2 separate regions of the Mus musculus genome follow, and region 1 is linked to region 2. The links are chromatin contacts, called in public HiChIP or PLAC-seq maps. All regions are on one chromosome and are shown on one strand. Each heading gives the region's core, a stretch centred on a gene start, on an enhancer-like site or on the middle of the called end of the contact. The rest is flanking DNA. Distances are from core to core; before and after follow the strand shown. Region 1 overlaps Stx8 (syntaxin 8). Region 2 overlaps Stx8 (syntaxin 8).

The links. HiChIP or PLAC-seq counts read pairs in DNA pulled down with a chosen protein or histone mark.
Region 1: an H3K27ac HiChIP or PLAC-seq map of heart atrium shows a contact between it and region 2, with 6 read pairs. The contact joins two enhancer-like sites. A contact is called at or near these places in 1 of 39 promoter capture datasets (the 3T3-L1 cell line), 8 of 484 Hi-C or Micro-C datasets (the C2C12 cell line, CD4 T cells, the STO cell line and 4 more) and 2 of 115 datasets of contacts at active chromatin or transcription factors (embryonic stem cells and heart atrium).

Annotation. Positions count from the first base shown.
Region 1 is chr11:68,071,395-68,075,983 of GRCm38.p6, reverse strand. The region is part of intron 6 of Stx8 (syntaxin 8); the gene reads right to left. Among named protein-coding and RNA genes, the nearest start is that of Stx8, 110 kb to the right of the region's middle. Within about 2 kb of position 1,508, at least 24 of the 459 cell types and tissues checked have an H3K27ac peak or open chromatin away from gene starts, as enhancers often do. A contact at or near this core is called in the C2C12 cell line, the STO cell line and heart atrium, where this site is marked.
Region 2 is chr11:68,029,451-68,034,441 of GRCm38.p6, reverse strand. All of the region lies in intron 6 of Stx8 (syntaxin 8), which reads right to left. Among named protein-coding and RNA genes, the nearest start is that of Stx8, 65 kb to the right of the region's middle. Within about 2 kb of position 3,516, at least 106 of the 459 cell types and tissues checked have an H3K27ac peak or open chromatin away from gene starts, as enhancers often do. A contact at or near this core is called in the C2C12 cell line, the STO cell line and heart atrium, where this site is marked.

The DNA of each region.
Region 1 (4,589 bases), core at 259-2,758, 44 kb before region 2:
ACCAGGGTTATGGACCAGTCTTTCAAGGGATTTCACTGAAGCCTGGACCAATGAACTAAGCATCCAAACTGTGGAAGTAGATGTTGGATGGGAGGTGTAAAGCCATACTCACTCACGAATCCTTCCATTCACCAGGGCTCTGGCATGTGTGTTTAGTAACATGGTCAAAGGAATATCCGTTAGTTGATTCTTCTTTCTAACCCAGCTAGAAAAGATGGGCTAAGAAAATGAAGCAGGACAATATCTGGATCTCAAGAAAGCATGCAACAAAAGACCCATGCCATTTTCTCCCATGAGCATGGCAAGTGTGCCATCTTCCAACAGACAGGGGGGAAAAAAAAAAAAAAAAAAAAGAACTGGGGATTCCGAGAATTCAGTGAGGACATACACTACAAAGAAGAGAGGCACACTCATCAGTTACACCAGGGCCAGGCTGCGGACTGGAAATCAAAGTCCAGGTCTCACCCCCCAGCCCACCCCCTACTGCTTAGAACCTCCCTATTGCAAATGTAGTCCTTGGCCAGCCACAGCCCCTGGGAGCTTGTTAGACATGTAGAACCTCAGGTCCTACACTCAGCCTAACAAATCAAAATCTTCATTTTAATAAGCTCCCAGGTGATCTCTACACCCATTAAAGTTTGAGAATCACTTACTTAGAGAGACAGGACAAGTTTGGATTTTTGCACTAGGGCCCCATTCCCTGCAGGTATAGATAGAAACTTGGGTGAACTCCAGGTGTCTAAAGCTGCCTAGACGAGACAGTCATTTACATAATATGAAAGTCATAAGCAGAGTCTAGCAATATGTAGCTTCTAGAAAAGGCACTGATTCCAAGAAGCCTAGCTATTTCCTGGGAGCTAACTTCCAGAGTCAAATAAGAACACAAGCATGAATCACAGATCTCCCTCTATAGCTGCCTATTTTATTTAAACACACACACAAAAATACTAAACATTAATTTTAGTTGTACTTAATTGAATAATTTCTCAGGGGAATAGTTCAGGGAGAGTTTAAAACTGCCTGTTTCCAAAAGCCATTACAAATTGGCATATACTATAATGTCACTGTGCCAATCCAAACAGTGCACTTTTAATGTCCCGAGGGCTGCCTTTGCTCCAGATGTGTTCAGAACTCCTAGTAATATAACACAGGCAAAAACCATATTTACACGAAGCAGTATTTGGGATATCCTTTTCCAATTATCTGGAATGAGATAATAGACTCCTAATTGGAAGCACGGGGGTTGGGGGAGGCAGGTCAGCGGCTCCTCCCTCGTGAATGCTTTTATTAGTAAAGACGGAAACAGTCTGTACAAGAGTAAGAGAAATCTACATTGCCACAGTTAATCATCTGAATGCCTAGGAACTTCAAATTTGCCCTATGGCCACCTCTAATTAGCTAACTGGTTTTAAAAGCCTGATCTTGTCTTTTCCTATGAATCATAGGAAGTAAGAGAGGACTGCGGTTGGGAGGCAGGGCATGAGGAATGAAAGCAGAAGATCCCAAAACCTCGCTGGGCTGGCGAGAGGATAGACAGCACGGGGGAGCATACAGGTGTCGTCCCCTCCCCCGGCTGGCTGCAGTGCTGCTTTCTGCTTGTGTAGTGGCACACACTCTGAAGTCCTTTTCTTTTCTCTTATTATTATTTTTGGTTTGGTTTGGTTTGGTTTTGGTTTTTCAAGACAGGGTCTCTCTGCATAGTCTTGTGCTATCTGGAACTCACTCTGTAGACTAGGCTGGCCTTGATCCTCCTGTCTCTGCCTCCTGAGAGCTAGGATTAAATGCGCGCACTACCATCGTCCAGAATTATTTGTAACTGATAATAATCATCACACAAGTGCCAGGAAAGTCATCTTAATTTATCACGGACATATACATCACAGGGCAAACCAAAGCCATTAAGGAGGCGTCACCTCCCGATTCTCCACCTTGAGCTTATCTGAATGAAAACTGCATAGTGTATTATACACTTTCTCCTAACATTGGGAGGTTTATCCTTGCAATTTATTACTGAGCAGAAATGAAATTTAAGTCAAATAAGTATTTTTATACAAGTCAGCATGGTGTTCTACTCCAGTGGAGACCCCAGCCACCATATATCACAGAACACTACAGAGTGCCATGCTCTCGGCCACGCTCAGTTACTGACGTCTGTTTTCACAGATGTCCCAGAGAAGCCACCTGAAAAGCAGTGTACGGCACAGCTGCTCTTGGCTGGGAGCAAGACATACTTGGAAACCTTGTTTCCTAAGTGTTCAAACCCAGAGCAAGTTTCCCAAGTACAAATTAATTACCAAATTCTATGTGTTGACAAGCAAACACTCAACTGTTTATGCTTCAATTCAACAAAGGAAATTTTAGCATATTACTCTTGAACCTCTAAAGCAAACAAGCTCCATGGATAGGATATACTTTGTTACAACCCCCCTTAAAGTGCTTAAAAACATTTTAATCCTGAAATCCAGCATGTAAAGGGAAACCCAAAAGATCTACATATACAGTTTAACAAAACAGTTACAAAGTGAAGACTGTGCAACTATCACACGCTGGCCCAACTTGGCAGCACCATACTGGACTCAGCCTCGTAAAACTCTACACTCATTCAGCCAATAAGCAATCAACAAACATCTGCAATATGCCAGGCAGCGTGTTAGATGCACATTTGGACACTTGGCCAGTATTACTTACTAGCATGTTTGCTCAAATCACAGCTACCACAGAGTTCCTGATTGTCACTTATCTCAGTTTCAATGCAAATAAATACACAACTTATCATATGGACAAGGAACATTTTGCTCCAATAAATCTATCTGGGAGGCTTGAACTCAAGGGATATTTAAGAATATATCACTGTGGAAAGAACCACAAGAAAGGGCTTGATGGCCAGTACCACTCAGATGTGAACTTTTCTCTCTGACCTACACGAACAGTGACTGATTAACCCTTGAGGTTAGGCCTCTTCCTCCACAACAAAGGCCTCTCCACGCGGGAGCTGCTTACAACTTTCCCAAGCACCTTGCAGAGAGCTTTATTTATCACGCCAGGATTAGATCTGAAAAAAGCATTTGTTCCACTATAAAGACAGCAGAAATCCCTGGTTAGAAGACTAATGTTCTTTTAACCCGAAGAAAAACCGAACCCATGGCTCTGCCCGAAGAGAAATAGTTTTGCCTTATTAATCACTAAGTTCTCAAGTCAACTCAGTGTGTGAGAGCCTCAGAAGCAATTCAGCTGTTTCCACATCGGAAAGTTCCAACAGCACATAGTCCAGGATAATGTTAAAACAATACACACGGCAGCACCGCTTCCTTACTAGGCTCCATTTCGCTGGGAAAGGGGGAAATTTAAGCCAAAGGATAATTTACATGAAGAGTCTACAAAGGAGGATGTATGAGATGAGTCACTAGAATGTGGACAGAAAACCTCTTCTAAATTCTTTTAGGATCCATGCAATACACAGAGCAATAGTGTATATAACTTTATAAGAGCAATTATAAAGAATGATCTAGAACTTCACTCACAAATACTTTTGTTTTTATTGGTGCTGGTGATTAAAGTCAGGGCCTTGTGTGTGGCACGAACAGATACTATCACTGAGTCACACCTTTGGCCACATCTCAAGATTATTACTAATGGGATGTGTGACTTAACTATCCTAAGGGGATCTGGGAGCCTCGTAATTGTAAGCTCCTGAGTTTCTAATCTCAGCACTGGGAAACAGGAGAGGGAAGAAGGGAGGGAAGAGGAAGAGGAGGAAAAGTTGGCAGCTAATGCATTAAGAGTGGTGAAGGTTATCTATGAAAGAATACACACACACACATACACACACACACACACACACACACACACACACACACACACACGAGTCTAAAAGGTAAATATCTTTGTCATTATTCAAGCAAGTGTGAGAGTCCTAAAGTCAACAGAGAGTGCTGAGCCAACCTCAGCTGAAAAGCCTGTGAATGCTTAGAAGCCTTGGTGCTCTTCTCCCTCACGGCCACTTCCCCGCCAGCTTGCCCTCTCATTCTATTAAGAGAGTCTCTCCATTTGGAACTGTGCCCAATCCTTTTTAAGGGGAAAATTTAAATGCACATACAAAAGTAACGGTAGGGGTAGGTGGAAAAGACCGCAATCCCATCCACCTTACAGGGTAAGGCAGGGTCGGCGCCTCCTCCACAGTGAAGAGGCTTGCTTAGATTACTGGGATAGTTTCCAGGCTAACTGCTCTCCCACTCCAAGACTTCTCATCTGCTCAGTCTTCATCCCCACCTATCCTATCCCCAATCACTATCAAAATTATCTTTCACATTGTAGTAGGGCTGGTAAACTGCCTACAGAGCAAATCTGTCTATCCCCTCTTCTCTCACTATAAATAAAGCTTTATACACTACATTAGAATGCACCTGCATTCACTTATTTACATATCAACTATGGCTGCTTTGCCACACCTTATAATGTGAATTGTTCTTTTTTATCTTTTATTGAAGTCAAGTCAATACTACATAGAAGTAGTACTTTAAACAATTCAGGAGCATTTAGTACATTCATAGTAGTGATCAAATACTAGGTCTAGTTTCAGTCTCTTTACC
Region 2 (4,991 bases), core at 2,267-4,766:
GATCTTGGTGCAACACACCTCCAGCCTGACAGGGGCAACCAGAAGAACATCAGCATGGCCCAATGCCCGGTGACAAATAAAATCTCAGCCTAACTGAACATGAAACAAGAGATATCATGCCATCAGTAAAAGTGAGCATTTATTAAGCACTTGCTGTGTGCATGCACTGTGTTAAGCACCACCTCGTTTTCTCCTCAACAACCTTCTGGGGACCATTACTTATCCTACTCTATTTGCCCTCAGTGCTGAGATAAGGAAATGTGATTTCCAAAGGTAATGGGGCAACCAATCAAGATGGCTAAACGAGAAGCTTTTCCGCTTACCCCACTGATGGGGACACAGGGAATGTGCATCCCTGTAATGACAGGAATGAAGCAGGTGCAGAGAGAACAAATTCTCGGTACACAAAAAACAGAACTATTCTCCAGTGATGCCAATTCTGTTTCCAAATGACTGCCTGAGATGGTTAGACAAGATAAAATGTCTTGCCAGGTGGTGGTGGTGGTGGTGCATGCCTTTAATCCCATCACTGTAAACGCAAGTAAAGCGGACATGCAGTGGGCCTCTGTGCCCTTCTGTGGTTGGTCCTTGGCAGGTACCTTGGAACTTGGATGTGGGGAGGGGTGAACTGTTAACTGATAAGTGCGGCCCAAGGTGTCTGGGCTGCACAGACAATGTGGCTTATGCTGAACACCTGCTTTCCTTCTGGTTCTCTGGAATTTGGATACCCGCCAGGGAGGAGGTAACACGCCTATGTAGTAGATGCCTTGAATAAAGCCTGGGCGATCACCTCTAATGCGATTCCCTGATTAGTAACATCTCATACACGCTGTCAGAACTCATTTCGGTGGGATTAAGCATATCCTGTGTGACTTTACTGGCTCAATGTCCTTGGAAGGTTGCCCTGGGTGCCCTTGGACTTTACTTCTGAGCCCGGCCCTTGGCTGATTCTGTTTTGTATCCTCTCATGTGATAACTAATAACCATGAGCATACCCAGTGCATGCTCATTGTTTGTGGGCAAACGCTGACTTAGTAAGCACTAGACCAGGTTCCTAAGGGAACCATGTGACCTCTATGTCCAGATCTCATCATGCAAGTTACAGTATTTTGTCCCCAAAGCAACTCATTACAGTGCTTCTATTTTCTTTGTATTTCAAAAGAAAAACAAGGCATTTAGGTCTACCCACCCAAATCAACTTCACCTAAAAGCTCCCAATCACATCCAGAGATCATCTTCTAGATTCTGTGATTCTGGATCCTGCTAAGTTGGCAATGACTGTTAGTCATCACAAAACCTTGCAACAGGACCCAGGGCCAGAACCTCCAACCTTCGGGCATCTTTGGAGGAAAGAGGAAAGAAAAATGCAGCTCGTTGCCATGTCTGACCTTAGAACATGTCAGGAATGACTCAAATTCTGTGTCGCCTTACAATCACTCAAGATTGTAAAAGTGTCACCTACACAGACGTGGGGGCTACAAACTTGGGGAGGCTCCAACTCAGCTTTAGCCCTCCCTTCTTCCTACAAAGGCACTGAGGAAGAAAACCACTGTGCAGAGCGGCAGGAGCGGAGCTCAGGGAGACCTACTCTTTGCATCTGTGATGCTACTGGATCCTTTCTGCTTGCTGTGCTGTGCTGTGCTGTGCTGTGCTGTGCTGTGCTGTGCTGAGGTGCATTCTTTGGTTCAGCTGCTACAGTAGGAGGGACTGTGGCTGCCTCCTCCTTTTCAGAGATCAAGTAGGAACTGTGGGGAAGCCCATGGGAAAGGAAGGCCGATGAGTCACCTACCCGAGCTGTCCCAAGACATAAACCAACTATGGGCCCAGAAAGAAATGAAGAAGGCATAGTCTAGAAAAGGCAAAGTCCTTGTGGCTCAATGGTCTCAGCTCATCATCAAAACTAAAGCTAGCAGCAGCAAAGCCATGTGACAAGTACCACACCCATGCCAAGCAATCATTTCTGCATACTCAGCAGACTCACAGACACTGGCTCCTAGCTGTGCTGTAATAATAATAATAATAAAAGTATATTTCTCATCTTTACCCCCTAGTTCTTAGCAAGAACATCAAAAACCTTGGAATTCCCTGATAAGAGTAGTTTTTGTTATCTTTAAGAAATGCTTTTAGATTTGTGGCAAGGAGATGATTCCTAGGAGACCTTTAAGTAATTTGAGAGGAGGACTAGCTCTATGCATGATTAGAGCACTGAAAGTTTCAGGCCCAAGCTCACCTTCAGTGGTGGCGAAGGAGGCTGGTTGTACCATGGCCAATGATCAATCAAGTACTGAAGCCTCCACGAAAACCCACCAGCAAGGTCCTGACAGCTTTGAGGGCAGGGAACACATGGATGTGCTCTGAGCACGGCACACGTGGAAAGGGCATGGAGACTCTGCACCTCCTCCCCGACACCTTGCCACATTCACTACACTACTTGGCTCTTCCAGAGTGGCAACTACTACAATAAAACCCTATAAGCACGGCACCTTCCTGAGCTCTGTGAATGTTCTCATAAAGTACCCAATTCAGAAGAAGAGTCACGGGAATTTGTAGCCAAGCAGATAGAAGTGCCTAGGGACATCTAGGACTTAATAGCTGTATCTACACTGGGATGGTCTGGGGACACTGAGTCTATAGACCTGTGGAGCATCAGGAACTGCTGGATGCCCAGGGAGAGTCAGACAGTAGTTAGAATGACAGACTGTCTTTCCTGTTCCCCCATTCGTTCCTACTCTGTTAACAAGCCTCTGTCTATAGACAAAGACTGTCCACCCTCAAGTACCTAAAACTACGAATACAAGGAACAGGATTACCTTTCCTCATCTCCCTAATTGTATTACTTTAGGGAAATTCAGCCATGAAGGTAGCAGGTGATAAGGTGGGGTGCCACTCATAGGAAGCCAAGCAAACAACTTCCACGGACTCCAAATGAAACATCTGTTCTAGCAAAGCTTCCAGAGACCCAGCCACTTTGGTAAAATACTTTATATAGCTCCTGTTAATTCATAAAAACATGCCTTTGAGTTGTAGACAGTAGAGTTCAGCGTGTTGCCTCCTTCCTTCCAGAGAGCACAACCACGCTGCAGAGATGATCCTTTTTCTCTAAGAATGGCAGACACAGAGACACAGAGGAGAGCTATCAATGAACAAGTCCTTCAGAAGACTCACTTGTTCAAAGACGAGACCTGGGCTGTATGGACAAACCACAACGGAGGGAAACTCCAACTTGAAACAAACATGCACGCGTGCGCGCGCACACACACACACACACACACACACACATACACACACACACACACACACACACACACACACATAGCTATAGAGAGAAGCTCTTTCTTCCCAACTAGAGAGCACTGGAGACCCGCCAGGCTTGGAGTCAATGGCTACTGGCAGCCACAGAATGTTCTACACAGAGAGTGACTGTGAGGCAGGAATCAGGCCTGTGTGCAGAGTTCTCTATGGAGCAGCTGGGCCCAACTACCCTGAGCCCTGCCCTGTGTGGGCTGCAGCCTCCAGGGTTTACCCCCAGCTGCAACCCTTGGCCAGCTCTCTCTGGAGAGGAAGGACTGCTGTGAATGGAAGGCCCTTGGGAGCTGGTGTTCAGGCAAGGAAATGAGTCAGAGGCTCTGAGCTAGCTACAGGGTAATAAGAGGTCAATGAAGAAGCCATGTCACCCTAGGTGAAAGTTCCCAGCATTTTCCCCCTAGGTTAACGTTCTAATGCCATCACTTCTAGGGCCCTGACTCTGCTTGCGTGTTCTTCTTACTTAGCCCATGAGAAGCATGCCCGGGTAGAACCTAAGTACTTGTAGATTCATGGCACATTGTCCCAGGCAAGAAAGAAGCCCTCTGGGTAACCCGATCTGCCACCATTTAAAAAGCTGGCTATATGTGTCAACATGGTCCTCCATTCATAAACCTAAAGTGCTGATAAAACATTAGCAGAGGGCTGGTGAGATGGCTCAGCAGGTAAGAGCACCCGACTGTTCTTCCGAAGGTCAGGAGTTCAAATCCCAGCAACCACATGGTGGCTCACAACCATCCATAACGAGATCTGACTCTCTCTTCTGGAGTGTCTGAGGACAGCTACAGTGTACTTACATATAATAAATAAATAAACAAACAAATATTTTAAAAAAACATTAGTAGAGATGTAAGGAAAATCATAGCAGCAGAGATTGAGCTCATTACAAACTGCATGCCTAAAACAACCTTCCTTTCTCAGGAGACCAGAGACTGCAGCCAGAGATCAAGTTGTCATCACAAGACTGGCTTCTAAGGCCCTCTATGGTGTGTCTCCCTCGTGTCTTCCCAGGGTCCCCCTCCATATGTGTCTTGTTCCAGTTTCTTCACCTTACAAAGGACACTAGTCACACTGGATTAGGGCCCAGCCGACTGACCTCATTCTAACTTAATTACCCCTTTAAAAAGCTCTTTCCAAATACAGTTACATTCTTAGGGGTAGGCTGTCAGAACACCGACATGTGAATGGGGCAAGGCATAATTCAGCCCACAACAGCATGAAAGAAAAACTCTGAGATGAACAACCCAAAACTTGCCAAGAAAAAGCAGGAAGGATACAAGGAAGAGAAGAAAAATAAGTTAGTACCATTCAAAGGTTTTCAAAAGATCTCACAAGCAAAAAAAAAAAAACCACACTTCCGTGGAAAAAAAGCAACCATAAACATTAAAGCTTTTTAATGGTGAAAATCATAGCACCCCCCCAACACAGTGATGGTAGACACAGACAGACAGACAGACAGACAGACAGACACACACACACACACACCAATTAGAAGAGGCATGGATGACGATAAATCCACATAAAATGCTGGCCCAGATAAAGTGGGGCTTCTGTTGAAAACAGTATGAAAAATGAGGACTCTGAAGTGAAGCTGAAAATGTCTAAACTTGATTTATCCAGAGATACTTATTTGAAAGAAAAAGAAAAAAAAATACAAACTTAGGTATGCATGTTAAAAATGTTGTGGA